Regions from separate parts of the Mus musculus genome. Here regions 1 and 2 are each linked to region 3. The links are chromatin contacts, called in public HiChIP or PLAC-seq maps. All regions are on one chromosome and are shown on one strand. The core of a region is the stretch at or near the end of the contact, and the rest is flanking DNA. Distances in the headings are between cores, read along the strand shown. Region 1 overlaps Fbln1 (fibulin 1). Region 2 has its middle 17 kb from the start of Lncppara. Region 3 has its middle 22 kb from the start of 7530416G11Rik.

Region 1 (2,814 bases), core at 288-2,787, 250 kb after region 3:
CTCCTCCTTCTTGCAGTACCTGAGGCAGCCACATGGGGGCAGCACCACAGAGCCCAATGGGCCCTTCCCTCTAGGCCATACCCACAGCTGGGGAAGGGGTGAGTTTTAGGTTTGGATGTGAGCTGTACCTTTGCAGTTATTATCCTCTGTGAGCTCATAGCCAGTCCCACAGCTGCTGTCCCGCTGGCAGCGGAAAGAGCCCACTGTATTGATGCAGGATTCTCCCAGCCGGCAGTTATGGCTGCCTGTGATGCATTCATTGATATCTAGAGAGATTAAGGCGATGCAGAAGTAACCAGCAAGAACAACCAAGCCTTAAGCTTGAGCAGAAGGAATGTCCCAGAAGCCATGGTGGATCTGGCTTCCTGCATTCATCAAGTTGCCCAATCAAACTGAGCTGAGTCTTGCTGTGGGCACATCTGGAGAGGGGCAGACACCAAATCAAGCTCTGTTAAGTTTCAGATCTCTTTGAGTAAGGGCCAGACCCTAGAATCATGGCGTCTACAAGACTCCCACAAAGGAGGTCGCATGCATCATCCCCATCTCTTAGACAACGGGAAAGGCAGAAAGAAAGATCTACCCAAGGCCTCACGGCAGATCCTGAACCCAGGTGAACCCCAATGCAGCCCTTTGCCCACACTGTATCTATAGTCTTCTAGAAGACAGCCTTGTCCAGGCAGCACGCAGGTCCCAGCTGTGTTCCAGGAATGGAACAAAGGTTGTGCCACGCAGGCCTGCTCAGCAGAGGCTCCGAAGCACAGGGGCTAGCTCTCAGATGTTACCTTCGCAGGAGACACCATCCGACTGCAGCTGGTAGCCCACAAAGCAAGAGCAGATCACCTCGTCCCCAGTGTCACGGCACTGCTGCTTACAGGGCCCGCCACCTGCAACCAGAGTCCATGGGAGCTAGTGAACAGACTGAGCGACCTTCAGAGACCCTTCCAGGATGCACGGACACAGAAAACAGGCTCCTTGCCACAGCCACGTGTGGTCCTTGGGACACTCCCAAGCCTCGGCTCTGAGCGTCTCCGGGGCCTCTGAAGGCAGCAGAGGTCTGACAAGTTAGGAACCTTGTGTTGCTTCTGTGGTTAGAGTGGACCTGGGGAGGCATACTGCTCGTGGTCAACAAGAGGCCTGGGGGGAACAGGCTCCACCTGGAGGCAGGGCTCTATCAGAGCCCATGTAACTCTCAAGGGTTTCCAGCTGCCCATTCCTGCTAGCTTGCCCATGTCCATGTCCGGTGCTGTGACAATTGTGGGTACAGCCTCTCCCTGCCTGGCACCTCCCCTGTGACTCACACGGGATACTTCGAGTGTAACCCCACTGGGATGATCTGTGTTTCCTTTGCCACAGCCTGGCTGGCTATCAGGGGCACGCAGGCCTTACAGCGATGGTGGCTAATGGATCCTCCTAAGTTGTCACACCGGCTGTCACTCTCGCAGAAATCATCTGTGGCCACCCAGAGAGGGCTCACTCCAAGCTTCCTGGGAACTCCTTATCTCCCTCTCCCCTCCCTCCTGGCCTCAGCGCAGGTTGACACTGAGTGCTGGCGCTATCACTTTGTGATTAAGCTGCCTGCATACCTAACACCCAGTCGCAGAGTGAACCCTTTGGGTGGAGCTGCAACAGAACGGTCAGGTTAGATGAGCCAGAATGTTCTTGAAGAAAAAGAATTTAGTTAGAAAAGGCTGCACTGCGTGGTCACTCTAACGTAAGTGCAAAGGTCTCCTAAGAGACCATGACTCTACAGGGACAAGCGGGGCTCCAGGGACACACAGATAAGAAATAGCTACTCTCCTGGGGCATCGCAGCCTTGGAGAAGTATCATCACCCACAGAGCCCAGGAGCTTGCTGGCACTGGAGTGCTCACACCAGTCCTGCCTCCATAAGCCACTGTCCCCGACAGATCCCCCCGGCTCTGAGCACTCAAGGGTGGAAGAAACAGGGAGCCCCAAGGGCCCCAAGAACAGAAGTACTTTCCAGCTGAGTCTTAGCAGAAGTCAACACTATCCCCTGGGCTTTCATAGCTACCTACCAAAGGACTCCCACAGATCCCAACATCTCACCTCGACAGCGGTCATTCAGGTACGGGTCTTCTTGGTCCTCCTCGTCAGGAATCTTAGCTAGGGGTAGAGAGATGACACAAGATGACACAAGCACCTGCTCCTCCTGTCAGGACCGGACACATCCGAGCACACCACACTCGTTCAACTTTGGTAAATGTACCCTCACATGAAGGGGCAGGTAAGCTCTCCCAACACACAGCCTGAATTAGTTATCGTAGTCGGTGAGTCTAAAGCTCAAGAGAGATGTGAATGAGGTAAAATTCCCAGCAAGCATAGTGCACGGATTGCCTGCAGCTTCTCAGGGCTTCCTGCACGACTCAGGAGCTCACAGTGTAAGAGAGCGGATGAAAGAACCAGGGGGTCGGGGCTGGAGAGATGGCTCAGCGGTTAAAAACACATCTTTCTTGCAGAGGACCTGGGTTCCGTTCCTAGCTCCCACACTTGGCTCACGGCCACCAGTAGTTCCAGTTCCTGGGGCTCCAATTCCCTCCTCTGTCCTCTAAGAGAACTCTTCTGACCATGGAGGGCACACGGTATACATATATGCAGGAAACACTCATACTCAGAAATATAAATTAAAAACAACAAGAAATTCCTATATCACAGAGCCATGGCCCTCAGGGCTTCAAGCACAGGTGGCTGTAGTCAATGGGGACAGGTAGAGCTGGCCAACAGAACTGCTTCTGTGGTCCCACAGCCCTCTGAGGAAGAGCCTGCCACCTGAACACAGATGCACCCAGCCACTGGC
Region 2 (2,700 bases), core at 64-2,563, 210 kb before region 3:
AGTGCCAGTGTCAGTGCCAGCGCATACATCCATATTCTCTTCCTGATTCCATGAAGGAGGAGGGTGGTGCACTACCATGCCACCCGCGTAAAGGCCAGGTTGAAGCTGCCACAGACACATATAGCCCTCAGGTGAACTTTGCAAAGCCACCATGTATGTATCCCTTTCCCAGGCCTCCCTAGGGATGAACACACGGGAGGTTTTTTTTTGTTTTGTTTTTTTTTGTTTTTTGTTTTTTTTAAGTAGGATCTCATCCTAGGCCTAGGTTTCTGACCTCTGGAAACCTCTTTGGTCGTTTGCAGAGCCCTCTGGCAGGCCTGGAGCTTCCTGTCGCTGCATTCATAGCTAGGTCACTGGGTGCCAAACAGATGCTAAGGGCTCTGGCTGGCTTGTGTGCGGCCTCTCCAACCACCGTCTCAGACACATTCCACAACCAAGATTCCTTCAAAACCCCCTTCTCTGAAAGCAAACAAAACCGCAGCCTGGGAGCCCAGAGGAGCTCACACTGCTGTGGCTCCGTTTTTTCTTTCTTCTTTCTTCCTTTCCCACCCTCCCTACTTAAATACTACTACAAGGGACATAGAAACCTGCTAACCCTCTCATGTTGAGGATGGGTAAACCGAGGCCCAGAGACTGGAAAAAGGGGTCTAAGGTCCCATAGGTTCTACGATTGGGTGGGAGTTCTGGAATCCAGGCAGGACTGACTTGGGCACATAGCTTCTTTAAGACACAAAATCTGTGTGGTGGTGGTTTTCGGTCAGTCCCAACACCATAACTGGCCCAAAGCATCCCTAGTGATTGGCTGGGCCCTGAACCCACCTGATACTTCCCTGATGTAAGCTGGCTAGTGTGGGCAGGGCTGGGACCCTTGAGCTCCCTGGCACAGACTGAGTGGTGCTCAGCAAATGCAGGAGGAAGTCTCTGGGGAGGCCTAGAAGCTCAGGGGCAGGGCTCCAGAAAAGCAGGCTGCTCTAATGGAAACCAGTCAGTGGCTAACTCCCCCCCCCTGACTTTGGTTTCCATGGGGACAGGATAGGAGGTGGAGCTCTGGCGTGGCTGCTGCAGCAGATGTGGCCTGTTCAGGGCTGGTGGGGGTGGGGGGGTGGGGGTGGCGCCTGGCAGGGAGCCCTGGGACGTGGCAGGAGTAAGACTGGGCGCAGGGCCCTGCAGCCATAGCTATGGTGGTCAGCTTTAGGGAAGAGCCCAGGGCTGTCGGTCCACCACCTCCAGGAAGTCTCCTGGATTCCTCAGGTGCTCTCAACCCACGACCCAAGCCTCCTCCAAAGGGAGTAGGCCCACGGGCATCTCAGTGGGAGCCTGGCCTTCCTGAAGATATCTGCATTAGTCATGCCAGCCATGTGGATGCTCTGTGTGCCTCAGGCCTGCTGGTACTTGTAAAGTGGGGGGAGTTGGGGAGCGAGACAGGGATCACCACCACATGGTCCTCTACTGTTCTCTCGATGGTACCGATGGCTCTCCTCCCACAGGCACACTTGGCCTGGTGTGCTACGGGGCCTACAACCTGAGTGATGGAGGCCTAAAGAATCAAAGGAGCTCCATACCATTGTGATATGCAAGAGACTCTGTGGGCTTGGGGGACACAAGCCCCCAACGTGGGCCACACCAACTAATGCAGCTGGGTGGGACTCTTAGAAGTCCCCCTTGCTCTGTGCTTTGACACACTTACCACGGAGAACTAGCCTTTTATGAGCCCATCATGACCTGGGACACAGCATCCAGGCTCCCAGTTCTAAGTAGCTCCCTGCCTCAGGACTATGGGAAACAATGGGGACACCAGGCTCCCTCCTCATCTCTTGCTGCTACCCTGAGTGTGGTCCACAGCACATCAGACCACATAGGTATAGAAACCCTGAGCCAGGGAAGTATCCTAGACCCCCAGAAAACTCAGAGCTGCAGACTCCAGCAGAGAGGTGATGGTAGCTCTGTCAGAGAGGTCTCCAGCAACCCCAAACCTCCATGGCCTAGACCCTCAGGACAACTCCTTTTTATTGCAGCAGAACTCCAGGCCAAAGGAAAGATCCTTACTGGTGTTGGGTGTCTGAGGAGAAACCGGCCAAAGTCAGCCTCTAACAGGCAGGAAATAAACGGGAGTCCAACGCCAGACTCTGGCTGTGGGAAAGCTCTCCAGCCTCTCTGTACCTTGACCTGCTTATATAGAAAAGTTAGCACCCAGCGCTCACTAGACAGGGGGGTTCTCTCTCGAGGGCAAGAACTATGCTCTATTTATTCTGCAGTCTAATGCATTCAGCATGGGCTCCGGTCAGACATCAAGACAAGACAGAATTGGAGACATTAAAATGAATGTGGAGATTGTTTTTTAAAATGCATGACAATTCCCAGCCTGGGCCTGGCACTTAGTAGGTACTCTGCAAAATCACTTCTCCCCATCACACAGAATAAGACCTGTCTGTGGTGTCTAACTTGCACGGGGGCTCTCTGGGAAGAGCCAATTCCGTCCGAGCTCACGCCTGGGCCAAAGCTTTCAGCCTTGGAGCTCTCTAGCCGGGCCTGCTTACCTGCTCTTATCTCCTCTCTTGTCAGCTGGACACTGACCTCAGTGGCCATTCCTTTGCTATCCTGACACCTAGCTGAGGTCCTAGTCATATGCTTGGCCTTAGGAGTGCTCACTTTCCGGTACCTGGCATTGTCCTCTCAGCTGGATGGTCCAGGGGGTCATCT
Region 3 (2,775 bases), core at 164-2,663:
GGAGGGGCAGGAGGAAGGAGGAAGAGGAGTGGAGGAGAGGAGAGGTAGGATAGCTGTGGAGATTCTGAGCCAACGTCTGGCAGAATGGAGTGGCCAGTTACTCTCTGAACTGGGAAGGCTGGGTAGGGATGAGTCTGGGCCTGGAACTGTGTGGCTGCTGGCACCTTTCCGTGGGAAACACCCCAGGAGGAAGCTAGGTGTAGGAATTCAAGCCCAGCGCAGTATTCAGCTGGCAACATTAGTGCTTGGAGCTGAAGAGTCCATGGAGACAAGGAAAAGCCAAGTCAGCTAGCCCTGGAGAACAGTAGATCTATTAAGAGTGGAGAAGGCCAGGTGGAGGAACCCCCGAAGAAGCAGCTATGGGGGGCCAGCAGCAGTTGAGGTGGAAGTGGTCTAAAGGACTGCAGAGCTGGAGCAACCAGGCAGACCTTTGGGGTAGTCAAAGGCTTAAGGCAGGGGAAGGGATGGAGATGCAAATAGATACTACTTGGGTGGGGGGCGTCTTTCTAGGGAGCAAGGGACTAAGACATGGTGCTTCAGGAGAGGTGTGCTCTACAAAGGAGCTTTTACAAAGGAAGGTATCACAGGGACTGGGTGGTGGGTATAGGCCAGGAGTCTCCATAGCATCATAAATTGAGATGACCTGAGAGTGATCCTGGGGGCTGGGGGAGGGGAAGTAACTTCCGGAGGTTGGTGTCTATAGAAGCAGGAAGGCCCTGAGCTGGCAGATAACTGTCGATGGGAATGGGTTAAATGGCTGCAGGTGGAGAAGAGACACTGAGGTTGGTGAGGCCACAGTCACACCTGCATCACCACACTGTATCAGGGAGTGGACGGGGGGGGGGGAGTGTTGCGGGGGGAGGGTTTGCATTAAACTAGGGTTGGGACTGTGCCAGCTGAGAACTCCACACGGAGATGGGGCGTGGGTGCTAAGAGCGTGCACACGAGGCGATGGAAAGTTAAGTGTGATGGAAATGACACCTGGCCTGAGGGAAAGGTGCAGGAGGCAGGGGGTTACCTGTAATGGCATGTTCACACTGCAGCTTTAGCAGGGGGTTACCTGTAATGGCATGTTCACACTGCAGCTTTAGCAAAGGGATGGCCTAACAAGGGTCTCTCTCTCTCTCTCTCTCTCTCTCTCTCTCTCTCTCTCTCTCTCTCTCTTAGCTGTCTCCATTGTTATGACAATAGCGGGAGCCCCCCCCCCCCTTAGCCCTAGGTTGCTGGGGTTAAAAGTGCAGGCAGGCAAAACCCTGGAATGGGCTGGGAAGCTTTGTCTCCCGCCCTCAGCTGGGGTGGTGCTTGAGCCAGGAGCTGAGGTGGCTGTGAGCGCACCTCCCAGAGGGTGAGAAAAACCTCCAAGGTAGCAGCAGCCAGAAAGCAGGCAGGCTGTGTGGGAAGCAGGTGGCTGCTGCCTCCTCCTCCTCCCTCCAGGCCATCCCCCAGAGGGCAGTGCAGGATCACCTCTGGCTATATGGCTCCTCTAGCTGGGAGCCCAGAGGCTGCCAACCTGCCTGATCTGGGGCTTGCTCCTAAGGCCTTTTTAGTTCAGAGTAGGTGCAGGCCAGGCAGCTCAGTGCTTGCCACAAGAGACCCTTCACATCATTGTAGTGTTGCCACTGGAGAGGAAGAACTTCCTCAGGCCACGCAGCTAGGAGTGGGTCCACTCCTTCCTCCACTGCCTGGCTCCTCCACTCCACTAGCACCCCCTCCTTTATTTTCCAATGCAGCCAGTGTTCTTATGTTTGTCCTCCTGGAAAGCCAGGACCCTGCTTGTCAAGTCAGGTCTGGCTCACACTGGACCAGCAGTGAGCACCTCTGGCCAGGCTGGGATTCAGGCCCAGGACCACCTTACACATGAAAAGGAGGCAGAGTCCTGATGTGAGGAGCCCTACTGTGGGCAAGCTATTCCTGTCCTGTACCTACTTGCTGTCTTGCCTCAGTGAGACTGTACGCCTGTCCACCTCAGCCAGAGGAAAGTGCAGTTTCTGACCCCATGCAAGCTCCCCAGAGTTCAGACCTTGAAAGACAAATGGAAAATTCGTAACTGCTCAGTACACCCTGTCTTAGGCAGTGGGTTGGGACAGGCTCCTCTAGGACCCACCCATGTCCCTACCTCATTCCAGTGCCGAGCTGGTCTGGTCTGTGGAGAGTAGGAGGTGGGTGTGCCTGGAGCACAAACCAGGGAGAAAGAGAACCTGAAGGTAGAGGCCTCAGGGGAGAGGGGCACAGAGGGACGGGGGAGGGTGGGGACCGGTGGGGTGGGAGACCACAAGGGGAGGGGAAGAGTTCTGAACAGGAAGTTCAGAAACGCAGAGAAGGAGAAGCAATTGGAAGGACAGAGAGGGGAAGCCAAGGAAGGTGAGAAGCTGGAGGTCCAACCTGGCTTCGGAATAGGTTTATCATTTGCAGGTTATTAACGGCTGGGAAGAGACTGTAGCTGGAAACCCTCCCAGTGCCAGCTAAATGCCTTGCAGAAAACCCCAGCTGTGTAGGACTCTGGGAACAAAAGGTCCCCCCCCCCCCCCCGTAAACAACTGAGGTGTGGAGTCTCTGGGTAACTCAAGGACCTCACATTCAGACACTGGAGTTGTGAAACCTGAATACCTGACGAGGTTATTTAACCGTCTTCTGCGCTTGATGGCAGTGGAATGTGGACTTACCAAGTATGAATCATCATCAGGAAAATACCCAAGTCACCCCAATTACACCATTATCAATGGCTGCATCGCCCTGCAACCCAACGCAATGAAACTGGAGAGAACGCCAGCTGGG

The links. HiChIP or PLAC-seq counts read pairs in DNA pulled down with a chosen protein or histone mark.
Region 1: a contact with region 3 is called in an HNF4G HiChIP or PLAC-seq map of pancreatic cancer cells. The contact joins two enhancer-like sites. A contact is called at or near these places in 1 of 484 Hi-C or Micro-C datasets (embryonic stem cells) and 1 of 115 datasets of contacts at active chromatin or transcription factors (pancreatic cancer cells).
Region 2: a contact with region 3 is called in an HNF4G HiChIP or PLAC-seq map of pancreatic cancer cells. The contact joins two enhancer-like sites. A contact is called at or near these places in 4 of 484 Hi-C or Micro-C datasets (cortical neurons, embryonic stem cells, liver and 1 more) and 2 of 115 datasets of contacts at active chromatin or transcription factors (embryonic stem cells and pancreatic cancer cells).

What each region holds. Positions count from the first base shown.
Region 1 is chr15:85,228,869-85,231,682 of GRCm38.p6, reverse strand. Fbln1 (fibulin 1) reads right to left here. Exons shown (of 17, transcript NM_010180.2): 5 at 2,067-2,123; 6 at 783-884; 7 at 129-266. Among named protein-coding and RNA genes, the nearest start is that of Fbln1, 24 kb to the right of the region's middle. Within about 2 kb of position 1,537, at least 65 of the 459 cell types and tissues checked have an H3K27ac peak or open chromatin away from gene starts, as enhancers often do. A contact at or near this core is called in pancreatic cancer cells, where this site is marked.
Region 2 is chr15:85,685,479-85,688,178 of GRCm38.p6, reverse strand. No RefSeq gene overlaps it. Among named protein-coding and RNA genes, the nearest start is that of Lncppara, 17 kb to the left of the region's middle. Within about 2 kb of position 1,313, at least 163 of the 459 cell types and tissues checked have an H3K27ac peak or open chromatin away from gene starts, as enhancers often do. A contact at or near this core is called in pancreatic cancer cells, where this site is marked.
Region 3 is chr15:85,479,504-85,482,278 of GRCm38.p6, reverse strand. No RefSeq gene overlaps it. Among named protein-coding and RNA genes, the nearest start is that of 7530416G11Rik, 22 kb to the left of the region's middle. Within about 2 kb of position 1,413, at least 45 of the 459 cell types and tissues checked have an H3K27ac peak or open chromatin away from gene starts, as enhancers often do. A contact at or near this core is called in pancreatic cancer cells, where this site is marked.